Regions from separate parts of the Rattus norvegicus genome. Here region 2 is linked to region 1. A link is a contact called in public Hi-C data. All regions are on one chromosome and are shown on one strand. Each heading gives the region's core, a stretch centred on a gene start, on an enhancer-like site or on the middle of the called end of the contact. The rest is flanking DNA. Distances are from core to core; before and after follow the strand shown.

Region 1 (7,741 bases), core at 1,091-3,590:
ATCATTAGCTGAAAGGCAGACCCGTGTAGAAGAGGCTATGTGGATTCAGAAATCTTAAAAGTTCTCTTTATCAGTTCTCTATATCAGGTCATGGGTGAGGTATCAAGCCACAGCATTTCAGTTATACCAACCGCACCCTGGCACTTTAAATGCCCACCCCCACACTCTTATATGTCACATGTAAAGCAGACAGCTGGCACACCATGAGCAGAAGACAGAAGTTCTGGGTACTTCCTAAAGCAACTGGCTAGTTAGGGAACTGGTCCTCCCAAGAGTAGAAAATGCACTAACGTGAGAGCTGTGCTTTACACCTGAGAGGAGTCAAGTGCCCCCCTCTTCAGGTCTGAGTATGCCGTATACACTGTACTATAGTGTCCAAGCTGGACTGGGCCCTTTAATGCCAGCACTCCATTGGCAGCAGCAGGAGAATCTCCGTGGATTCCAGGTCTGCCTGCTCTGCGTGGTGAGTTCCAGGACAGTCAGGTCAACATAGAGAATCTGTCTAAAAAAAAAGAAGCAGGGCCCAAGAGGCTCTTATGACACAACATTTACCCCACAGAAAAATGCTGCTCAACTCCACTCAGCCCATCGCCCTTCTTATATCAAGAGCTGCAACTAGTGAGTCTGGGTGAGTGGAATCTTAGTCTGTTGTCCCGGGTTGAAATATCAACAAACTGCTCTAGTAAACAAAGTAGCCATTATTATAACCGAGAGAGGAGCTACACAAATTCACCAGAAGCTGCAACATGGTGTGGCCCACCCCGTTGGGGACCTCAGCATGCTGGTTCCTGCACAGATGCGCTGACACGAACTGGGGTGTGAAGGAGGGGCAGCTGGAGCAGTTAACATGAACACTCGAGTATCTGGGAGAAGGAACTGAGGAGAGGACATTCTTTTGGTCTCTGTACAGGGTTAAAGACCCACCACTTGCAAGGAAATTTTGAGTATTCCCTGAATACAAATAACTTGTTCTGAGCTCTGAAGTGTGTAAACCCCAAATGACTGATAAATGTGATTATTGTTTCTATTTAAACCTTCAATGGTGACTTCAAATGTAGCTACAGGTAGAATAATTTTGGAAGACCCTCAGCAGTACTAGTTTATAAGGACCAGAAAAGAACGTTATCAGTAAAGAAGAACTAGAAAATCTTGCCAAAACTCTGTAATAACATGTTAGACTTTGATATTTAAAAGGTTGAGGGTAAAAATACATGGCATCAACTTAAGAGAAAACAAACACTGAAAGCATTCAGGTTACTGCCACATGCAAAATGCATTCTTTGAACAGTTTACATCAAGAAAAAGCGTGTTTGTCCCCCCCCCCCCCCCGCACTAACTTTAAATTAGCTGATACACAAGCCACAGCTCATACTAAACTTCTGTTTGGTTTCCAAGAATAGCCTCCTTCCTTTTTTTTTTTTTTTTTTTTTTTTTTTGAGGGGGCGGGGTGGGAAGGCTAGCTTTTAAGAGAGGAAGAGAAATGCACTCTTTCAACGTAAATGTCACAAGCGTGTTTCTATATGCCAAACCTCGTGAATGTTATGTGGTCTTCGAATTATTTGCCAATGTGCCTTTAAAGTTTTGCACTAATTCATTTCTGCCAACCTCCTGACAACATTTAATCTTTTCCGCGACAAGAAAGGGCCCCTTAACTAGTATTGACACTGTCACAAGATATGTACGTGCGAATTCTGGCTGTCAAACCTCTGAAGGGTGGATTTAAGCGCGCGCTCACTCTGCACAGACGTGCCTCCACTTAGACAGCTCCCCTTTCCCTAGCGCCCACCTACTCATCCCTTCTCTTCTTGCAAGTTTGAAACTTTGTTTTCTCTGGGGTCCAGAAGGAGCGCTACCAATGTCCTAGAAACAAAGGGCTGAGCTGGGGGTTAACGGGCTGCCCAATTTTACTTGTGAAACAAAGCCCGCAAGTCTGAGCCCCGGAAGGAGGTGGTGTAGCCCGGGCGAGCCAGGGACCGGGATCGCCGCAGCCACCGAGCCCCCGTGCGCCCCGCTCTGCTCACCGCTTCACGCGGATGATCTGGTCCCGCATGGGCTTGATATCCTGGAAGCTCTGCTGGTTGACCAGGCTGTAGACCAGGATGAAGCCCTGGCCGTTCTTGATGTACAGGTCCCGCATGGACGCGAACTGCTCGGTGCCCGCCGTGTCCAGGATCTCCAACACCGAAGGCGACGAGTCCACCTCGATCTCCTTGCGGTAGAAGTCCTCGATGGTGGGGTCGTATTTCTCAATGAAGGTGCCGGTCACGAACTGCACGGTCAGGGCGGATTTGCCTACCCCGCCCGAGCCCAGCACCACCACTTTGTACTCGCGCATCGTCCCTGCGCGGCCGCCGCCGCCGCCGCCGCCCGCGACATAGACCTGCGCCCGCGCGCCGCGCCCCGACCCCGCGGCCCCGCCGCCCTTACGGACACGCCGGCTCACGGCCGCGGCAGCGCCCTGGGCGCCGGCAGCGGAGCTACAACTGAGGGAGCAGCGCGCGGCCCTGTGAGCGGGCCAAGCCGGAGGACGATGCAGCCTGGAGGGCGCCGGCAGCAACGGAGCTCGAGCCCGAGCCGGAGCCGCCCGAACCGCGGCCCCGCAATGCCGCCCGCCCCGCCCCTCGCGCCTCCACGCCCAGCACCCGCCGCCGCCGCTGCTGCCGCCGCCGCTTCCCTAGCGCTGGAGCGCGCGCCCGAGCCCAGCCGCAGCGCTGCCAGGGGCGGAGCCAGCCTGGTGGGCGGAGCATAGAGGAAGGCCCTCCTCTCGCGCCGTCGCCTAGCGACCGTCGGCGCGCTCTAGCGAGACTCGGCTTCCGCAGACGTCTGGCAACACCCAGCCCTACAGGCCTCCGTACTGCGTCTGCGCGCTCTCCTCCTCCCGATGGCGGGCGACGTCAGACTCCCACGCTCAGGGTTTGCTGGAGGTGACAGTAGAGGAATGGTGGGCACAGGGAGACATGCGCACCGTGCTTGGGGGCCTCACGACGGGCCAGCCTGTGGCCGACATCACTCAGCTTGTCAGCCTTCAGAGAGCTTTGGCTTTAACTCGTTATACGTAACAACGTGAGCCTTAAGGGCCGCTGCCATAAGTTACACAAGCAAATCGAAGCTCCGCTAGTCGGCGGCGCCCAGCCTACACGCAACCTGGTCCGCGCCCGATGACGTCACCGGCACGCCCTCTAGCCCCACCCTCCTCGAGTTTGACGTAAGCCGAGCTCCTCCCCTGCACTGGTAGACAGCCACGGGCGCCTGGAAAACCTGGAGCTCGGATCCGCCAGCCACCGTCAAGAGACCCCCCCCCACACCCCTCCAGAGCAGCTCAGCAACAGCCTGCGGGGATGTCGATGCGGAAGCTCGGATTCACTGTAGCCAATCAGGTTGCGGGTCTGGACTCCAGACTACCACTCTTGACCAATGAGAAGACGTCTCATCTTGCTAGCCGATTGGTGTAAGACCCAGTGATAGACTGAGCCAACTCCCCTCCGGGGCTGGCGGGGCTGCGTTTGCGCTTGCGCACGCTCTGATAACCAATCGTAAGCCAGCTGAGGAGAGACGGCGGGCTGAGGGGAGCCAATCAAATCCCTCCCGGTGCTCTGCCACTCAGGTCTGAGGTATAGAGACAGTGCAGGGCTGCCAGGGAACTGGGAGGGGCGGGGCTGGAGCGCCCGACTCCCGGGTGTTCTGGCACAGGAGCGGGTTGCGTTGGCTGGGGAAAGGGATGATTTCTGTTCTAACGTCGCCTCCGTGGCATTCTGCCTGGAGATGGGCATGGAAGTGGTGGCAAAGGATGCGGGCTGGATCGTGGGCTGAATCGGGAAAACAGGGACTTTTGTCTTCAGGGTGAGACATTTTCCGGGCCCTCTGGAGACATCCATCTGGCAGCAGTTGCAGCGGTCCTCCGTTCGAGCCTCCTAAAATGTGTATTTTCTACCCTGTGGTAAACCAGCTTATCTTTGCCCTCCCCCGATCTTCGTCATACACTCCCAGCCATAATCGCAAATTTATGAAAAATTACACCCTCCAGCCTGCAATAACTGGTCATCGCATTTATCTTCATTAAACCATGTTCTTGAAATGACAACTCTGGTCATTACTGCCTCATACTTTTCAGAAGGCTGTATTCTTTTTCAATTCTGTCAGAGTTCGGTGTGCCCCTCCACCATTCTGATTTCCCACAAGGTCATTGTAGAGTGGATTTCAGTCTGGGCTCCTCTAACAGCGGGACATTCTTTTATATCTTTTCTGTCACTTGTCAAAGTACAAAAATGTATTCTGATATAGGAGTTCCCGACTGCCTATTGTTTCTGAACGTTTAAGCATTCCATATGCTTGAATTACCTAGCCACAACATGACTGCAAATTTTTATTTCAAACAATGTAGAGCGCAAGTGCCTTGTCAAATTGAAAATGTCAGCTGCCGTCTCTCCTTCCTTCAGATTCATGGACGTTTGGTTCCAGGCCACCTCCAGAACCAAAAGCCTGCAAATCAAATCCCGTATATGAAATGGCATATTCGTACTTAACCTACACACTCTCTTGTATATTCCGGTTCTCTCTAGATTCCTTGTCTGTCTGATATACTGTAAATGTTAGGCTAATAGTTATGATACAGTCTTTGGGGGGAATGAATCATAACAAACCTACTGTTCCGTACAGTTCTCCATCCCCCCCCCCACCCAGTATTTTTGAGTTGCTGCTGTTTGGATGCATGGATATGAAGTCTGCCGATATAGCTCAGGTCCGTCATTCTCAATTGTGTACTATGAAGTTTTGAGAAGTTGAAACTTAGAGAATAGGCAGTGAAGAAACTGTAGGAGGGAAGCATCAGGAACGTTTCATGGGAGTCAAAACTGAAGGGGATCTGCTCTCTCATTCTAATTTAATCATGTAAGAACATGAACTAAAGTCGAGGGAGCCTCGTTTCATGTCTGAATGACTCTGACAGCAATGTTTCAAGAAGCTGATACAGGAGGTCAGTAGCTGGATTTTGGAAGTCTAGTTTTCTGTGAGACTAGTAGGCTGGGTTGTGATTACTTCAGCTCCATAGCAGCTAGTTTTGTGAGGAAAAGCAGAATGCTTCCAGTACAACCAAACCATGTGTATGGGTGATAACATTTTCAGGTGTCAAGGGAATTAAGTAGAGCCTAGAAGCATCACATGTTCTTTGTGGATATGACAACCAGTATTGGTAGCCTTTCTCACCGCTGTGACTAAGTACTTAACAAAAGCAACTTAAAGGAGGAAAAGTTTATCTCCCCCAGTGCCTCACAAGACAGAGTCCATCGTCACGGTTGGAATAGTTAAGCAGTGGGTGGCTAGCTTCCTGTGGCCAGAGTGGGATGCTGTTCACTCACATCTCAGATGCTCTGGAAGAAGGGAGTTCTGAATCTCAGTCCTCCCCTTTCCCTTATCAATCCAGTACCCTAGCTGGTGGGGTGGGTAGAAATGCATTCAAGGTTGTTCTTCCCTGCCCTCAACCAGTCCTCTGGACAATTCCTCACAGACATGCCCCAGAGTGCCTCACTGTGCCTTGGGTATTTCTTAATCCTGTCTAACTGGCAACTGAAAGTAACTATCACTATCTATGCCCTGTTTAGTCTCTGCCCTGTTTAGTACACAGTCTACCTATGCACTGTCTAGTACACAGTCTATCTGTGCAGTGTCTAGTACGTAGTCTATCTGTGCACTGTCTAGTACACAGTCTATCTGTGCAGTGTCTAGTACACAGTCTCTCTGTGCACTGTCTAGTACACAGTCTACCTGTGCACTGTCTAGTACACAGTCTACCTGTGCAGTGTCTAGTACTCAGTCTATCTGTGCAGTGTCTAGTACACAGTCTATCTGTGCACTGTCTAGTACACAGTCTATCTGTGCACTGTCTAGTACACAGTCTACCTGTGTACTGTCTAGTACACAGTCTACCTGTGCACTGTCTAGTACTCAGTCTATCTGTGCAGTGTCTAGTACATTGTCTCTGCAGTGTCTAGTACACAGTCTATCTCTGCAGTGTCTAGTACACAGTCTATATGTGCACTGTCTAGTACACAGTCTATCTGTGCACTGTCTAGTACACAGTCTATCTGTGCAGTGTCTAGTACACAGTCTACCTGTGTACTGTCTAGTACACAGTCTACCTGTGCACTGTCTAGTTCACAGTCTATCTGTGCAGTGTCTAGTACACAGTCTACCTGTGCACTGTCTAGTTCACAGTCTATCTGTGCAGTGTCTAGTACACAGTCTATCTGTGCAGTGTCTAGTACACAGTCTATCTGTGCAGTGTCTAGTACACAGTCTATCTGTGCACTGTCTAGTACACAGTCTATCTGTGCACTGTCTAGTACTCAGTCTATCTATGCAGTGTCTAGTACACAGTCTATCTGTGCACTGTCTAGTACACTGTCTACCTGTGCACTGTCTAGTACTCAGTCTATCTGTGCACTGTCTAGTACACTGTCTCTGCAGTGTCTAGTACACAGTCTATCTGTGCAGTGTCTAGTACACAGTCTATCTCTGCAGTGTCTAGTTCACAGTCTATCTGTGCAGTGTCTAGTACACAGTCTATCTGTGCAGTGTCTAGTACACAATCTACCTGTGCACTGTCTAGTACACAGTCTACCCGTGCACTATCTAGTACACAGTCTATCTCTGCAGTGTCTAGTACACAGTCTATATGTGCACTGTCTAGTACACAGTCTACCTGTGCAGTGTCTAGTACACAGTCTATCTGTGCAGTGTCTAGTGCTCAGTCTATCTGTGCAGTGTCTAGTACACAGTCTACCTGTGCACTGTCTAGTTCACAGTCTATCTGTGCAGTGTCTAGTACACAGTCTATCTGTGCAGTGTCTAGTACTCAGTCTATCTGTGCAGTGTCTAGTACACAGTCTATCTGTGCACTGTCTAGTACACAGTCTATCTGTGCACTGTCTAGTACACAGTCTATCTGTGCAGTGTCTAGTATACAGTCTATCTGTGCACTGTCTAGTACTCAGTCTATCTATGCAGTGTCTAGTACACAGTCTATCTGTGCACTGTCTAGTACACTGTCTCTGCAGTGTCTAGTACACAGTCTCTCTGTGCACTGTCTAGTACACAGTCTATCTGTGCAGTGTCTAGTACACAGTCTATCTCTGCAGTGTCTAGTACACAGTCTCTCTGTGCACTGTCTAGTACACAGTCTATCTGTGCACTGTCTCAGTCTATCTAGTAGAATGTGGAGCTGAAAATCTAGATATGGTTATTTATGGTGTGGGCCTGTTTTAGGATTTGGATCCATGAACTAAGCAAATCTTTTTGTGATTCCTCGTTCTGCCTGAGTTGGGAGACTGTCAATTAAAGTGGGGATAATAAAAACTGTCACAAGCTGTGGGTGGCTCCCTAGTCGCATGACCTGGTGTTTCTCAGGCTTCTCTCTCTTACATTTCCTCAGCCTTTCTGCATTTCCCTGAGGTGTCAAGAGGGCAGCCTATAATATGGTGTCTGTAATTCATCTGTTTCCCATTCTGACAGTCTTTTATCTTATGAAAGTAGTTTGTTTGTTTGCTTGCTTGCTTGTTTTGTTTTGTTTTGTTTTTGTTTTTGTTTTCTACCAACATAGAAAACAAAACCTGTGAGCAGGAGTATATTTTCTTACCTGTCCTGGCTTGGGTGAGGACATGGTCCTGGTTTGTGGCATGTAGAACACTGCTGGAAAGGTGAATCGCTCAATAAGATGCATGTCAGGGTGGATGTGGTGGCATATAGC
Region 2 (7,755 bases), core at 4,776-7,275, 36 kb before region 1:
TAGCACAGCTTTCATTGTGTCCATAAGTTTGGGTATGTTGCACCTTCATTTTCTTTAAATTTTAAAAAGTCTTTAATTTCTTTATTTCTTTCTTGTCCAAATTATCATTGAGTAGAAGGTTTTTCAACTTCTATGTGTATGTGGGCTTTTTGTAAATTTTGCTGTTATTGAAGACCAGCTTTAGTCCATGATGATCTGATAGGATGCATGGCATTATTTCAATCTTCTTTTTCCTGTTGAATCCTGTTTTGTGGCCAATTATATGGTCAATTTTGGAGAAGATACAATGAGGTGCCAAGAAGAAGGTATATTTTGTTTTAGGATGAAATGTTCTATAGATATCTGTTAAATCCATTTAGTTCATACCTTCTGTTAGTTTCACCATGTCTCTGTTTAGTTTCAGTTTCTGTGATCTGTCCATTGATGAGATTGGGGTGTTGAAGTCTCCCACTATTATTGTGTGAGGTGTAATGTGTGCTTGGAGCTTTAGTGAAGTTTCCTTTATGAATGTGGGTGCCCTTGCATTTGGAGCATAGATGTTCAGAATTGAGAATAGTTTGTTAGTCTATGTCTTTTTATTGGGGAATTAAGTCCACTGATTTTGAGAGGTATTTGGGACTAATGACTTGTTTCCTATTATTTTTGTTGTTAGAGGTGGAATTATGTTTGTGTGGCTATCTTCTTTTGGATTGGCTGAAAGATTACTATCTTGCTTTTTCTAGGGTGTAGTTTCCCTCCTTATGTTATAGTTTTTCATCTATCATCCTTTATAGGGCTGGATTTGTGGAAAGAAATCGTGTAAATTTGGTTTTGTTGTGGAATACCTTGGTTTTTCTGTCTATGATAATGGAGAGTTTTGCTGTATAGTAGCCTGGGTTGGCATTTGTGTTCTCTTAGGGTCTGTATGACATCTGCCCAGGATCATCTGGCTTTCATAGTTTCTGGTGAGAAGTCTGATATAATTCTGATAGGTCTGCCTTTATATGGTACTTGACCTTTTCCCCTTATTTCTTTTAATATTCTTTCTTTGTTTTGTGGGTTTGGTGTTTTGACTATTGTGTGATGGGAGGAATTTCTTTCCTGGTCTAATCTATTTGGAGTTCTGTAGACTTCTTGTATGTTCATGGGCATCTCTTTCTTTAGGTTAGGGAAGTTTTCTTCTATAATTTTGTGAAAGATATTTACTAGCCCTTTAAGTTGGGAGTCTTCGCTCTCTTCTATACCTATTATTCTTAGGTTTGGTCTTCTCATTGTGTCCTGGATTTCATGGATGTTTTGGGTTAGGAGCTTTTTGCACTTTGCATTTTCTTTGACTGTTGTGTCAATGTTTTCTATGGTATCTTCTGCCCCTGAGATTCTCTCTTCTATCTCTTGTATTCTGTTGTTGATGCTATGACTCTTGATCTCTTTCCTAGGTTTTCTATCTCCAGGGTTGTCTCCTTTTGTGATTCGTTTATTGTTTCTATTTTCCTTTTTAGATCCTGGATGGTTTTGTTCAATTCCTTCACCTGTTTGGTTGTGTTTTCCTGTAATTCTTTAAGGGATTTCTGTGTTTCCTCTTTAAGGGCCTCTACCTGTTTACCTGTGTTGTTCTGTATTTCTTTAAGGGAGCTATTTATGTCCTTATTAAGTACTCTAACATCATCATAAGATGTGACTTTAAATCAGAATCTTGCTTGCCCGTGTGTTGTGGTTATCCAGGTCTTGCTGTGGTAAGAGAACTGGGTTCTGATGATGCCAAACGACCTTGATTTCTGTTGCTTAGGTTTTTCCCCTTGCCTCTCACCATCTGGTCATCTCTGGTGTTAGCTGGTCTTGTCTCTGACAGTGGCTTGACTCTCCTATAAGCCTGTGTGGCAGCACTCCTGAAGACCAGCTTTCTCCCAGAGGGATCTGGGTACAGAGATCTGGGGCCAAAATGAACCCTTTTTAAAAGTTATTTTGTGTATTTTACTACAGCAACAGAAAAGTAACGAATACAAGCCCTCAAGTAAGATTTGTAAGGGTTCGTTTAGAAGTGAAATCTTCAAAGTTAGTGGGAAATACAGTTGTTAAAGTAAGAATGAATAAATAGCAACCCATTGATAATCCCAAAGAAAATGAAAACTTTAAATGTCGCCCAAATTCAGGCCCGCTTTTGGGTTGAGTACAACTAGAAAATCTGGGGAGTATAGTTCTTGTAATGGGGGTGTACAACTTAGTGACATGTAATGTGACCGATATGGCATTTGATGGCTCCTTATCTAAGGGATGTTTGCTGGTGTCAAGACACCGCTGAGGATTTGGCAAGGGCACTTGCAGATTGAAGACTGAAATTCAGAATCTGGCATGATCAGAAGCCCCAAGATACTTTGAGTTGTAGCCCAGAGAACAGAATAAATCAGTCAGAATAAACAGTCAGTCGTGCTGTATGTGGGCTGGAATCCAGTGTTGAGTCATCTAGCTAATGCAGAAAAGCTGAGTGCGTGAAAGCAGCTAATGGGACATAGGTCGCTAGCACATCCCTTGCCTGGCTGGAAAGTATCATCCAATCACTTACACAAATACATTTTGAAAATGTGCAGGAAAGGTTCAAGCAACCCCAGCTGAAGGTAAAGAGCAGTAACAAGTGACAGAAACAGATACTCAGGAGTCTTGAGGAGAGAATGACCTGAGACAGATGCTCGAGGGGATTAAAGGTAAGACTGAAGTGTTGGTAGAGAACGTGACTTAAATAGCATTTAAGAGATACACATGGTAAAGGAGCCAGACCAAGGTCTTCAGCTGAAACTAATAGGTCTGCTCACAGAACTAAGGGTAGCTTTGGCTAAAGAACACAGAACTGGGATTTGAGAGATGGCTTAGGTGGGCAAAGAGGTTGGCTGCAAAGCCCAACAATTCGAGTTCCATTCTGAGACCAACAGAGTGGGAGGAAAGGAGGGACACCTAGAGTTGTCCTCTGACTTCCATATATAAGCCCTGTTACATCTGTGCCCTTCTACTTAATAAATGTAACTCTTTAATAATAGGTCTATTGGTCCCCAAGTTGCCAAACACTTACAACAATCCCAAAACAACCAGAAAGGATGGAAAAAAGAACCAAAAAACCCTACCAGTACTAAAAGATGCATGCAATCTTCCATTTGCTGAAAAATAAAAGAAAGAAAGCAAGAAAGCAGGCAAGCAAGCAAGAAAGGAAGAAAGGAAGAAAGAAAGGAAGGAAGGAAGAAAGAAAGAAAGAAAGAGAGAAAAGAAGAAAGAAAGAAAGGAAGAAAGAAAGGAAGAAAGAAAGGAAGAAGTGTTACTTTAAAACGCTATGTCCGTGTAGCTCTTGACACTCTGTGGCACAGCTTGGAGTCAGGGATGGTGATCCCTCCAGAAGTTCCTTTATCGTACAGGATTGTTTTAGCCGTCCTGGATTTTTGGTTGTTTCATATGAAGTTGAGAATTGCTCTTTCAAGGTCTATAAAGAAATGTGTTGGGATTTTGATGGGGATTGCATCGAATCTGTAGATTGCTTTTAGTAAGGTGGCCATTTTCACTATGTTAATCCTACCAATTCATGAGCATGCAAGGTCTTTCCATCTTCTGATAGCTTCTTCAGTTTCTCTCTTCAGGGATTTGAATTCCTTGTCATACAGGCTTAGTTAGAGTTACATCAAGATAAGTTATATTATTTGTAGATATTGTGGGGGTGAGGTTTCCATATTTCTTTTTCTGTCCTTTTATCATTTGTATGAAGGAAGGTTACTGATTTGTTAAAGTTTATTTTATGTCCAGCCACTTTGCTGAAGTTGTTTATCAGTCATAGGAGATCTCTGGTAGAATTTTGGGGGTTGCTTATGTATACTATCATATCATCTGCAAATGGTGATACCGTGACTTCTTCCTTTCCAATTTGTATCCCCTTGATCTCCTTTTGTTGTCTGATTGCTTTGGCTAGAGCTTCAAGTACTATAGTGAATAGTTGGGAGAGAGTGGGCAGCCTTGTCCTGTCCCTGACTTTAGTGGAATTGCTTTATGTTTCTCTCCAGTTAATTTGATGTTGACTCACTGTATATTGTTTTTATTGTGTTAAGATATGTGCCTTGAATCCCTGAATTCTCCAAGATTTTAACATGAAGATTTTGTCAAAGACTTTTTCAGCATCTAATGAGAAGATCATTTTGTTTCAGTTTCTTTATATGGCATATTATGTTGATGACTTTTCATATAGTGAATCACCCCTCCATCCCTGGGAAGCCTACTTGATCATGGTAGATGGCCTTTTATGCGTTCTTGGATCCAGTTTTTTTTTTTTGTATTATTGCATCAATATTCCAAGGGAAATTGGTCTGAAGTTCTCTTTATTTGTTGAATCTTTGTGTGGTTTAAGTATCAGGACGACTGTGGCCTCATAGAATGAGTTTGGCGATGTTCCTTCTGTTTCTATTTTATGGAATAGTTTAAGATGTATTGGTAATAGCTCTTTGAAGGTCTGGTAGAATTCTAAGCTAAAACCATTTGGCCCTGGGCATTTTCATTTGTGAGACATTGAATGACTGCTTCTGTTTCCTTAGGGGTTATTAGACTGTAATTATTGTTTACCTGATCTTGGTTTAATCATGGTAAGCGGAATCTATCAGAGTATGTGAAGGTGAATGGCAGCAATAACGCTGTCTTTAGGATCAGCCCGAATGCAGAAGGAAAAGGAAGTATGTGAGGAGGAACTTAAACAGAGTCTGAAGCATCGTTGAGGAAAACAGCTTCAGCCTCAGGTAAAAGCAATATTGAAGAAAACCTGTTATAATGGTTAACATGAAGTTAACACAAGTTGAAAGATTATAAAATAAAATTGTCAAAAACAGTTATCACTCCTAATAAAGCAGTCTCTCTGTCTGTGTCTCTGTCTCTCTATCTCTCTGTCTCTGTCTCTGTCTGTCTCTGTCTCTCTGTCTCTCTGTCTCTGTCTGTCTCTGTCTCTCTAGCTCTCTGTCTCTGTCTCTGTCTCTCTCTCTCTTTCTCTCTACTTTACAGACAAAAGAAGATAACCTGAAAGAGAATGGTAACATGGTAGGAAATATGTCTAATTTGTTAGGAGTCTCATCAAGGAAAAAAAAATGAGCCCCAAGCAATCAGAAAATGGGAAAAAGATGTGAAACGATTTGTTAAGATGCTGGAAACCAGTCGACAGAAAGCAGTGGTCCTCGAAAGACTGAATGATAACAAATGAACTACAGTCCTCTGTCAGCCAAACATGCCACAGGGAGAGAACTTCCGGATGTAGGCAGGGAACTCAGTTCTTCCCTGAGGGTAGGAGATGCATATGAGGACATAATTGGACTAGGTGGATGAGAACTTTCAGAACAGAAGGCTGGAGAGGAAAGTTCTGCAAGAGAAGGGGCAGATCTTCAGAATCAGCTTAGTTGGATCTTAGTGAGTTTGAGGTCAGCCTGATCTATGTAGTGAGTTCCAGGACAGCTGGAGCTTCACAGCAAGACTCTGGCTAAATTAATAACACGAGCTGCTCTTGCAAAGGACCTGGGCTCAGGGCCCAGCAAACACAGAGTGGGGCTCGCAACCTGCAACTCACGTTCCAGGGATCCAATACCATCTTCCAGCCTCTGAGGGCACCAGGCACCCACAAAATGCACATACATGCACGCATGCAGGCACCCATACATGAACATAAAATAAGACTCTTCCTCTTCAAAGTGACATGTAGTATTTCAACAAAAATGAGTTCAACTTGATTTATCTTTGGCAAATAATTCTTGGCATACTTGTCTAGCATGTTGCGAAACCAAGGCTGAAAGCTTTTTCACCTTTAATCCTTATGATTGTAATGTTTTTAAAATCCTTCTGAGAAGAGACCGGGGCAAGTCACAAGCGTAGGTAATTTGTCTCCACCTAGCAAACAGGATAAGGACGGTGTCCCTCAGAGCTCTTCAGCACCATGGGATCCTTGCCTTTGAGCTTCGCCTCCTTGCACTGAACTAACAGTTTCACTGGCCCAGCTTGCTAGGGCAACGCTTCAACTCCTGTCTGCCAAATCCAGATGCTCTCTTCCCCTCTCCACTCCTTGGTGATTAATTCAACACAACTCTGGACCAAATATACAGGTCTGTGTGCCAGTAGTAAGTGTTTCAGCTGCTGTTCTATCAAGAGGACCTCAGTGCCCAGGGCTAACTAACAGGTCAGAAATCTCAGAGCCAGCCTGCACTTTCCACATTGTTTCTCTTTTCTAAATTAATCTCCTTACACACCTCTGAATATTTTATGTACATGGCTTGCTTTGCTTCATTTCCTCTCCCTGAAGACCCTAATGACAATGGGTGTGGACATGACTAAGTTCTACTCTGCCTCCAAATTCTCCCAGGCCCCTCGGAGTTCTGATTTTCAAACGATCTGCTCTGTGAGGGTCTTAGCACAAAGTCACCATGTTTCCATACTTATTTTTAATATCAACTATAATGTTGTGAATGACACCATTTTAAGTATTTAACTTTCTATTCAGGAATCCCCAAAATAAGTAATTATATTTTATTTGTGACGTATATGGGTATCTACAGGGCTTAATTTACAAAAGTTGGATTATAGAGTAGAAACATTCATTTTACTAGGTTGATCATAATTCTTCGTATTTAAGTTAATTTGTTTTGTGTGTACATGAGTGTTGGAGGGATGCGTGTCTGCATGTGTGCTAAAGTGCACACGTGGAGATAATGTTGTGAGAGAGTTCTTCCCTTCCGTCATGTAAGCTCCAGGGATCGAACTCAGGTGGTCAGGCTCGGTAGCAGGTGCCTTTAAATGTCTATCCATTTATAGTCTTTTATTTGCATGAACATCCGTATCCTAATGGGTTCTCGAGTCCCTACACCAGGGTTTACTGAATAGTTTCTCTGCCCAACACCTGAGTAGAGACGATACAGCATCTGATGCATTTATTCCTATCTACACTTTTTTCTTGAGTTACAGTCCTAGAAATAAGATTACCCCATTAAAGGCGGGGAACACATCTGAAGCTCCTGACAGATGCTGTACCATTCAATAACTTCGCACCTTCGGATCCATTAGGATATCTACCACACTCAGAAGTGGGTGTCTGCAGAATAAATAAATCAGTGTGACTTCACTCTCAGTTATTTGCTTCATCAACTTTGAAATATGATCCTCTTTGCGTTCTTGTCCCCCCCCCCCCAAGGTTTTACTTCTAAGAGAACAATAAGAAAACCATGGCAGCCATTATGCTGAAATGAGATGATCTCCTTAGTCCCAACTGCCTGCTACAGTCATGCTCCTGCTGAAGAGACTCTGTTCAGGAAGCCTGACCACTTGCCTGTAACCCAGGCAGTGTTAATGCCGAGTCAACAGGCTCGATTCTCTGTAATATTTTATTCAGTTTTCACTTCACTTATTTCTGGTTTCATAGAAACCATTTTAAAACCAAGAGCCAAGACCTTTTTGTATGTCATTAGAATTTTCTGATAGTCCCTTTTAACTTATGTTCAAAGTTATATCACCGTTTTATCAATACCCTAAAGGTGACATTTTGTTTGATGTTGGATTAAATTTAAAAATGTAGTATTACGTTTTCCAGCAACATACTGTCAAGATATCCCAACTGAATAGGATTTCCTTCAACACAGATTCTTCAACTTTCTTACGAAGACGTGGGCGGGGCGTGGGGGTGGGATGAGTTTTCAAAATTATCATTTTAACTGACTACAAGTGGCACCAACTTCTGTAGATTTACTTTGTTATCTTATAGTTAAATTGCTTTTCTAACAATTAAAA

Evidence for each region. A called contact is a pair of places that touch in the nucleus more often than the background predicts.
Region 2: a contact with region 1 is called in a Hi-C map of liver, with 1.9 times the contacts expected there. The contact joins the enhancer-like site here to the promoter of Rap2a in region 1. A contact is called at or near these places in 4 of 12 Hi-C or Micro-C datasets (the A7r5 cell line, hepatocytes and liver).

What each region holds. Positions count from the first base shown.
Region 1 is chr15:103,998,343-104,006,083 of GRCr8, reverse strand. Rap2a (RAP2A, member of RAS oncogene family) reads right to left here and starts at 2,340. Exons shown (of 1, transcript NM_053741.1): 1 at 1,850-2,340. The coding sequence starts at 2,335. The coding sequence ends at 2,018. It overlaps LOC120097088 (a long non-coding RNA gene), which reads right to left. Exons shown (of 3, transcript XR_005494308.2): 3 at 3,644-4,479.
Region 2 is chr15:104,038,236-104,045,990 of GRCr8, reverse strand. No RefSeq gene overlaps it. Among named protein-coding and RNA genes, the nearest start is that of Rap2a, 38 kb to the right of the region's middle. Within about 2 kb of position 6,025, at least 4 of the 93 cell types and tissues checked have an H3K27ac peak or open chromatin away from gene starts, as enhancers often do. A contact at or near this core is called in liver, where this site is marked.